Linked DNA regions of Zea mays: region 2 is linked to region 1. Evidence: chromatin contacts called from public Hi-C data. All regions are on one chromosome and are shown on one strand. Each heading gives the region's core, a stretch centred on a gene start, on an enhancer-like site or on the middle of the called end of the contact. The rest is flanking DNA. Distances are from core to core; before and after follow the strand shown.

Region 1 (4,939 bases), core at 1,058-3,557:
AACTGGTTTCTCACAAAACTTCCCTGTGCAAGAATATTCTTACAAAATCATGAAAGCACATAAAACCCTAGAGGCATACCCGTAGAATCATATTGCATTATGTGGAATGACAAACAAAATGGTAATATAAATATATAATACTTCGCCAACAAGAATAGAATCTTTCAGAACAGAACAAAATAATAGAAAGTTTCCAAAATGTTAGAGTCTAGTTTAAATCCAAAATAGTAAAAATAAAAATAATTTTATGCACACAAGATGTATTTCTAGAAAAGTGTGGTCAGCGATTTAAGTATAGGTGGATAAACTAATGCGACACAATTAAGTTAAGGAAACATATGTTCAACAGGGGCACACTGAGAATATGTTGTCAATAACAAAACAGTATGTAGTCACAATGATTCCCCCATCAAAAGGGCAATTCATTCAGGAAAAAGATGATCGGTACAAACTATTGTACATATTTGATACACTGTGGAAACACTACACTTGTGACTCACTTGACTAACTGAAGCTAGAATTATAGAATAGCAGCAGCTTTAGAAGTGTCACCAGTATGAGAGGGCAAAAGCACTCAATGTTCCAGAGAACGAAAAAAAATCCTCGCTTCAAAACTTCTTATGAGACTGTTCCCTGATTTCTGTCAAGTTGTCTGGATTAAGTCTTGGTTTTTTTGTGCTACATCCCCCATCCTCCAGAGATTTCAACTTATTTTTTATAGCAGCTATCTTTGCAGCTGTATCAGTATATTGTGATTTGGCACCTGAACCACCTGCCAATTTCTTGTCTTTGACTGCTCTATGTGAACTTGAAGAGCCTAGAGAACTTCTCTCACTAGCAAGGTGAACTACCATTGGGCGTCCGCAGATTAACTTTCCATTCATCTTCTCCTTTGCTAACTGAGCTTCCTGAATGCTTACATCAGGTGCCAAAGGTGAGAACTGGGAATACCATAACCAACTGTCATTTGCCACAGGAGATGTATACTACAATTACCTCTTTAGTGGTGTACTGAACAAAGGCATAGCCCCGGGGTTCGCCTCTCTTTGGACCGCGTGTGTGCCACAGAAAATCCTCGGCTGTAATCTTTCCAAAAGGGGAAAACATCTTGATTACATCGGACCTGAAAAATTAACACAACGATGTTAATTAATTTGGAGAACACTAGGACAAACCTTGAAAAGAACATGCAAATAGATATACAAGAAACAAGTAACTCACTCTGACATCCTGAAGTCTAGGTTCCCTACATAGAGCCTGCACTCCAGTTTATCTGCCTCAAGACCTTTAATGTCCTGCAACTTAATTTGGTTAGAAACAATATTTATCCACGCTGAACAATCAGCTACCTTCTAACTCAGAGCAAGTTACCATTTCTGCTTGCAGCCTACGATAGCCAATTCAGTGAAAATACATCCAGGGGTGGATGGCGTATACCGGATATTTTTTGCAAAAGAAAAAACGAAGTTAGCAAGCAGCATAACACATGTAATTAGATCAGACCAATGTTATCAAACTATCTAATCAATCCTAGTTACCATGGCACTGATTGGACCAACTAATCGCGACTAATCGTAGTAGGCACCAACCAGCCCGAATCATTATAACACTGGATCAGGCCCGAACACACATAGCTTACGTTAGGGTTTGGGTGCTCTGTTGAACCACCCAGCCCATATACCGATAATTCATAAAAGCTAAGGGTAAAATGAACCATTTAGTCAATCGCTCATTTTGCATTGCTAGCTCCTGTCCCGACTCCCAGACCGTTGGTTGTTCTTCTATGCCTACTGTTTCAGGTTCTTGCCTACAAGGTTGGCTTTACATTGGTTGTAAAACATGTGGAGATCGGAGTAGGATAGAAAGTTGACTTCAATGTCTTGTCCAATTATGCTGTACAAATCCCCAAAAAACGAGAAATTTACGATCGAAATAGAGATTGCAGTTCCCAAAGTGGGGGAATCGTATTGGCGATCGTATTACCTGTCCCCTGCTGCTGCCCACCTGCCCGGTGCCCCCTGCTGGCCGCTGGCGTGCTGTCGTGCTGCACCCTTTACTCCATCGCTGATGCCCGCCTGCCAGCCCCGGTGGCCGGTGCTCCACGACGGCAGCCTCCAGCGAAACCCCACCAGCAGCCCGACGCCCCCAAGTCCCCACTTGCCGATCCGGCCTCCAGGGGACCACCTCCCGCCCGCCGGCCGTAGATTTGGTCGCTGCGCCGATCGATTCAGCCGCCGGGCCGGTAGATTTAGCTGCTCCGGCCGCCGATCGCCACTAGGCCACCAGGTTTTGGACGGTCTGCAACTGCAAGACAGGCAGTCAGGCAGACGCCACGGCCCACGAGCGAGGATGACTGCGTGGTGCGCGCACGCCAGGGCGATGCTGGAATAGTGGAATGGGATAGATACGAAGAAATTCGATGGGCTGAAACGCACAAGTTTGGAAACTCCATTTTTTCAACATATTTACATTTTCTCGAGAGAAATTAGTTCATACTCTCTAAACAAAGAAATTTTTTAGAAAAATGAGATTTTTAAACTAGCCCTAAAGGGTGTTTAAATATACTAAAACTAATACTTAGCTGCTAAAATTAGCTGAGATATCTAAACGGTCTAGCTAATAGTTCAGATATTAGCTATTTTTAGCAAATTAGTTAATAGTTATCTAGCTATTTGTTAGCTAGCTAATTTCAATATCATTTTTTAGCTAACTAACTATTATCTTCAGTGCGTTCAAACAACCAGTACTTAGCCTGGGCCACACATAGGCCAGATCGAGTTTAGGTCAAGCTTTAAGGGGTACTAGAGGTTCTATTTAGGCCATGCCTACGCCTAAATATGCCCCTGCTTTTTAAGAAAAAACTTAGTTTATTTCAAAAATAATGAGGTGATAGGAGTGAAGGACTCCTAGTTCACAGAGAAGAGTCTTCCCTTAAGTTAAGGGACACTGAGAGGAATGAGTCGAATTTAAACATAATATATAGTATGAGGGAGAAAGAGAGGACATGGCTACATGAGCTTGCTTAACTAACAGGTGAGGCGTGTGATTAAGGTTCCTCCCAATCTTGAAGATGATGTATTGGTTTCCTTCGTTGCAAGTGATGAACTTCTAAGTAAGTACTTTGATCCTCTAATTTGATGGCGAAGAGAAATTTGTATTGCTGAAAAAGGACACCCAATTCTTGATTATCTAACAAGTAATTTGGGTTCTGAAGATTGATGATTCTGAATATCCTTTCTTGACTTTAGGAACTAGTAGATTCCCTTTGAACTCGTCTTTGTCCTATCTAGTAGATCAAATAGGTTCATAACTTGTACACTAATGAGAGGTAGAGGAGGAGGGTGAGGGAGTATATGTAGCATACCTTCGGGCCCAAGGTGGACGGCGGCAGTCGAGGTCACCGTAAGATCTAGAAGTTGAGCGTCTGCTTCCTAGTTTGGTTCTACTCATCCTTGCATAGTGGGCCTTGGGGCGAAGTATATGAACTTTGGTTTCTACGGGTGCATGGCTAGGGTTTGGTGATTCTGGTCAATAGGCACTATAGAGAGCTCATGTCTCGATTGTATGTGGAGACTAGGGTTTATGGGAGAACAGGAGGTGTTGGCTTATGTGTTGACCCCTACCTCATATTTATAGTGACTGTAAGATAGGGGGCACAACTAGTGGGATAGGATTGTGCCTTTAATCAGGGCACGAGTTCGTTCTTAAGCCAATCCTTTGACCAAGCCCGAGGTCATATCCAACATTCCCCTTTTGTTCTCGGCTTTCTTGTTCTTTAACTTTCTATATTCCACCCTTTGACAAGTTGACACATTAAGCCCAATGCATTACAAAGATCAATTATGTGTCAATGAACTCATTGACTATAACATTCCCCTCAACCTTAAGGTATGGTAACTTTCTCAATCTTGTGAGATGATTATCTAATACCATCTGGTTCAAAATCATAGGTTTTCCTTTAATCCCATGTCGACTATGAGCTCTCTAAACACGCTAGGTGGAAGATCTTTTGTGATCGAATTCGCTAACATCAGATGGGTTCTTATATGCTCAAATTTAATAGTTTGATCCTATATATTTTTCTTAACAATATAACACTTGATGTCAATGTACTTGGTAGACCCTCTTGACTTGTCGTAGGAGTAAAATATTGCTGGCTCATTGTCATAGTATATTCTCAGTGGTCCTTCTACGTTATCAACCACTCTTAATTTGGGTACAAATTTCTTTACTCACATTGCATTCCCAGTGGTCTCATATGTTGCCACAAACTCAACATGCATTATCGATATGAAACGACTATCTATTTACATCCCTTCCAATAAATAGCCCAACAAGTGTAAAGATATATCCAGAAGTGAATTTTAACGTATCAACACAACTTGCCCAGTCGACATTTGAATAACTGACTATCTCAAAGGAACTAGATATTCTATATGTAAGCATGAGGCCTTTTACTTCTTGCAAATATCTTAGAGTCTTCTTAATTGCTTTGTAGTGCTCTATATCTAGATTGACTTGATATCTCCCATGCATCATGGTTAGGGATGAAAACGGTCGGAAACGGTATTTTTTCGGTAACCAGTTTTTAGTCGTTTTTCGAATAAATAGGATATAGAATATACAATACAAATTTGTATTCTTGTTTTTAACATCCAGCTTGTTAAGATTCATAAAATATAAACCTCAAATTCATCCTACATTTTCTTAGATAATAGATATAAATTTCGGTATGGATTCGGAAATAAATCCGGTAATTTTTTCAACTTTTTGTGTTGTAGGGAGCAAATAATACATAAAACAATGTATGTAATATTTTATTCATATTTGTACTAATGTGCTTGATAACATAACAAAAGATCAACATCAAATTTTATACATATCTATTTTAAAATATTAAATTTGTCCTAACAGTTCGGATTACCACTTTCATCCCTAA
Region 2 (4,752 bases), core at 1,099-3,598, 310 kb after region 1:
AAATTCTTCGGCGAAAAAAAAAAGAAGTTTCTCTGAACCGGCCGGGGTCGGTACAGCCTGCATCGTTTTATTATGTGCAGCTACTGATTAGTATCTTCGGACACACGTCCAAGTCTCGTTTTTCCAGAAGGGACACATGTAAACTGCAGCTGCGATTGTACCTATACACGCACGCAAAAAAAAAAAAAAAAAACTGCAGGAGGCCGACCGGGCGTCCAACACGGCTCGTCCTGCGTCTGCGTCGCAGCTGCAGGAGGCCGGGGCAATAAAATGCTGATAATGAGCTAGCATACGACCGTTTGGTACTTACAGTATGTTCACTTGTGGCAGTGACAGTAGTTTACACGAGTAACAAATGTATCTTAGCGTACAACTCAACCAAAATTTGCTCCTAAAATGGAAATCAATCTTTCGGGCGCCTACGCACGTGTGTGATGATGGGAACGGAGTGTCAGACGCTACACTACTGCTTGGGCCCTTTGGGTGTTTGATGGCCTCCTTTTAACCTCACCTGCATAGAGAAAGTTAGCTAGTTCAGTAAAGCAAAAGGATCTCATAACTTTTCTTGTCAGCAAGACATTACAATTCTTTTATATATATATGGTCCGTTTATCTGGATGCAATAATAATTAGATAGTTTTATTAAGGTGGTTGCAGATGCAGTAGATTATATATCTAGTCTGGCAGGATGAGGATGCAACTAGGAGGCTGTCTTAACGCAACAAAATGCCTGGATTATTCCTGAGAATAATCATGCCACCCACTTTGCTCAACGTCATGGGCCTCGCCTAGCTGCACTGCAACCGCGCAACGGGTACGCGCGAAGAAAGTCTCTGATTTTTTTTTATAAAACAAAAAAAAAGGTTTTTCGCATCTAGGAGTAGGAGCTGTATTGCGTTGCGCAGACGTGAAGCTTCCGGCAGAGGAATTCGCAGCACGGAAGGTATGGCGCGGCGCGGGATCATGCATGCATGTAAGATTTGGTTGCGTCGGTACTCACGGCGCCTTCAACGTCGATCCTGTACACGAGCATTCGGCGGCGCTCGCGGCAGCTGGTCCGGTACGCCACGGCGAGGTGCGCGGCGGCGAGCGCCAGGGAGAGGAGGAGCATGGCCTCCGGGCCGCCGGCAGCGGCTACGGCGCGAGCGCCACCCGCGGCGCGGCGCGGCAGCACGGCCGCGGCCTTGGCGAGCACGTAGCACACGGACCCCGCCGCGCACGCCACCACCACCCCTAGGTACGCGCCGCCTCCGCCGCACGCCACGTACGCGCCTGCCATAGATATAGTGCCGCGAGCCCGCGACACGACACGAGGAGCGGGTCAGTTATTACAGCCGAGCTACGAGGGGAGCAGGGAGGGACCCGAGAGCCGGCGGCGGGATACTGACAGAGGATGAGCAGCGCGCGCGCCGCGGAGACGGCGGGCAGGTCGACGAGCGAGGAGCGGAAGTCGAACGCCCGCGCCTGGGCCACGACCGCCAGCGCGAGCGAGCCGCCGCCGCCATCCCCGCCGCGGAGGAGGAGCGCCGGCGGGAGCGCGAGGTCGAGGAGCACGACGAGCAGCGGCGGCGCGCAGACGAGCAGGAGCGATGCCAGCATCGCCGCGACGAAGAAGGCGGTCTTGGCCCACCGCCACGGCCGCGCCCACGGCCGCTCCCCGCCGCCTCCGTGCGCGTGCTTGTGCGCCACCGCCAGCGGCAGCAGCAGCTTCTTCTCCATGGCCGGGCGGCCTGGGCGCGCTGGTCGCTAGACAAGACGAACGGGCGACCCCGGTGATCAGGCGGTGGGGCTGCGCGCCGGAGTCTTTTTTATGGGAAGGGAAGCGGATGCGGGTGCGGGTGCGGACACGCGGCCAGGCAGCTAGCAGCTCGTCTGTGGTTGCTTCGCCGCGTTGAAGCCGTCGGACGGTTGAGGGGGACGTGGGGCGGGGGGTGCGGCGTCGCGACTCGCGGGTTTGGTTTGACCTGTCCTGCGCGCGCGCGGTAGTATAGTAGCAGGCATCCAGGCAGCAACTGCTCGCCGGCCCTGCCTTAAAACGCCGCGCCACGTACGCGCAGAAGCTTCGGTGTGGGTGCAAGCCTCGGATTGGCTCTCATGTCCCGGACACCCGGCAGAGTGCGTGTGAACCGGAACGGCGGAACAGGTTCCTGATTTTCCTTTCTGGTTGGACTCGTGGTCTGGTCGTGGCCTCGTCGTGGGTAGGTAGGTCTTCGACTCGTAGTCGTGTGACCACCTTTTTTTTTAAGAACTCGTACCCGAATATTTCGGTTTGTATCGGTAACTAGTACAAGTGTTCGCTCGGTTCTGACGAGCAAAAATATAACGAGCAAATCGGGCCCATAGAACCGGCCGCGCGCGCTTTGGCCGAAAGGAAACGAACCGCGATAGCTCACGCGTGGCACGGTGATCGTAACACGGCCTTGACAGCGGGGACGGCGGTCGAACACTTGGCGGACATATGGGGGCCGGGGGCGTGCGGGACCGGAGGAGAGGCAAAGCCAGCCAGCGGGGGGCTCGAAGCCTCTCCAACACCAGATGGCGCGCACGCAAGACGCGACGCGAGGCGAGAGGGGGGTGTACGCCGCCGGGGGTTTTTGCCCCTCGCAATCGCAAGTGGCACGGCCGGCGCCGCCCAGCAGCCCCGGTACGGTGCGCGCGCGGGTCTGCGCAACTCGGAACCGATAGCCATCGGCCAAGTGGAGGCAGACGCGCCCGGCGTGGCGCTCCCGATAACAGCTAACCGCCTGGACACAGCCGATTAATAATTGTGCTGCTGGCCAACCACTCGATTAATAGTATAATGAGCCCTCCTTTCAGTTCAATTTTCTTATATAAATAAACGTGAGCAATCAGGCTGTTGGTAGGGGACCCCCGGACTAGCTAGCCAACCCATCCAATCCTAGCCGATTGCATTTTGGCTGTCCCGATTGAGAATAATAACAGACGTGGCGACAAATAATAAAAAACAAACTGTATAGTAATCCTTTATATATGCCAACTAGCCGAGGCCCCTGATGCGTTTTATAAATCCCGGCGTTCTCGTGCATGACGATCTGAGTTGGAGTTGCCGTTGAGTTCGTTTGGATTTAGGTTCGGTGTACCGTGTAGTACGTACTACGTGCTCGATGCTCGTGGCGGCCTCTCCTCGTCCCTCGGGTTATGTATCGGATATACGCCGCCGCCGCCGCCGCCGCCGCACATGCTTGATTATTAGTGTTAGGATTTATGGGCTTGGCCCAATTAAGAATTTCTAATAAATCGCAGGAAAATCTCAAAAGCCCATATAAGTGGATGACAAAGGGATAGGTGGATCCAATAGCACCATATTGCTAGCTCTTGTGGAGTAGAGCTAACTTAAATATGGAAGTCACACTCACTCACCAAGTCATGGATGAGAGGAGAGAGTGTGGAGAGCCACACGCGCGCGCGCTCGCTCGCCTGGCCTGGCCGGGCCCGGCGGGCCGGGGCGGGGCGGGGCGAAGGGCCGCGGGCGCACGACATGCGCGTGAATGGTCCGCCGAAATCCGGCCCCTCGCCTTGCGGGGGCGCGGCTACCTTTTGCCGTTTGATTTTTTGGTTTCTTGGCTGTTACGCTTATCCTAACCGATCGCTATAAAATCTCAACTGTTTGCGAGATTTTCGTGGGCGGATAAGCACGGGGTCGCGGACTCGGCCCTATAAAAGGAGCCCGGCAGCCAGCCTCCAAATCATCCCAGATCCCAGTTCGCTTTCGCCTCTCTTCATAGCTGAGCCGCCTTTTAGTTCCCTTCGTCCCGACCGCAGAGGTGCATCTGCGATCAGGAGAGCAGGTCTCTGGAACCCTTCGTCTTCTAGATCCTGCACCGGGAGAGGGCGAATAAGGTTTTTGGGAAGCGTCTTCACGCGACTGCTCGTGATCTGCTGACCTCGTCGACCCTGCTGATTTCGCTACTTCGACATCGTCGACCCTGCTGATTCCGGCGCGTACCATCGATCAGTAAGTCTAATCAGTACGCATCATCTGATTTGGCTTGTTATTTCAGTTCTTCTGATTTGGTCATGATTTATATTCGGAATTTAAACTGGAATTTGTCTAATTATTCAACAATCCAAAAACCTTATTGTAGACAATCTCCTAGTTTTTCTATGACTGCTTTTGCCGATGCGCTCAAGCCAGAAAAGTTTAATGGAATGCACTTTAAGAGATGGCAAGTCAAGGCCACGCTCTGGCTTACTGCTATGAATGTCTTCCATGTTAGTAAAGGCAGACCTGAGGGTCCACTGACTCCTGAATAGGAGAAAGAGTACGACCATGCCAATACTATGTTCACGGGAGCCGTTCTTAGCGCCTTTGTTGACCGTCTGGTTGATGCGAATATGCAGTACACAGACGGAAAAGAGTTGTGGGATGCACTTACTACTAAGTATGGTGCATCAGATGCTGGCAGTGACCTGTATATCATGGAGAGCTTTCATGATTATAAGATGGTTGATAATCGCTCTATTGTAGAGCAAGCTCATGAAATACAGTGTATAGCCAAGGAGCTCGACCACCTTAAGATAGTCCTTCCTGACCGATTTGTGGCTGGGTGCATTATTGCAAAGTTGCCTTCTACATGGAGGAACTTCGCCACAGCTCTGAAACATAAGAGACAGGAGATATCAGTTGAAAATCTGATAGCGTCTCTGGATGTTGAGGAGAAAGCTCGGGCTAAGGACACGGGATCTAAAGGAGGCGAGGGCCACTCCAGCGCCAACATGGTTCAGAAGAAC

The links. A called contact is a pair of places that touch in the nucleus more often than the background predicts.
Region 2: a Hi-C map of leaf shows a contact between it and region 1, with 7 times the contacts expected there. The contact joins the promoter of LOC103637539 here to the promoter of LOC100285538 in region 1. A contact is called at or near these places in 2 of 25 Hi-C or Micro-C datasets (leaf and tassel).

The regions. Positions count from the first base shown.
Region 1 is chr1:83,535,203-83,540,141 of Zm-B73-REFERENCE-NAM-5.0, forward strand. It overlaps LOC100285538 (ATP binding protein), which reads right to left and starts at 2,308. Exons shown (of 5, transcript NM_001158429.1): 1 at 1,984-2,308; 2 at 1,372-1,387; 3 at 1,222-1,295; 4 at 997-1,123; 5 at 359-908. The coding sequence starts at 1,374. The coding sequence ends at 609.
Region 2 is chr1:83,842,298-83,847,049 of Zm-B73-REFERENCE-NAM-5.0, forward strand. LOC103637539 (Alpha/beta hydrolase related protein) reads right to left here and starts at 2,349. Exons shown (of 3, transcript XM_008659708.4): 1 at 1,389-2,349; 2 at 1,001-1,272; 3 at 28-511. The coding sequence starts at 1,719. The coding sequence ends at 464.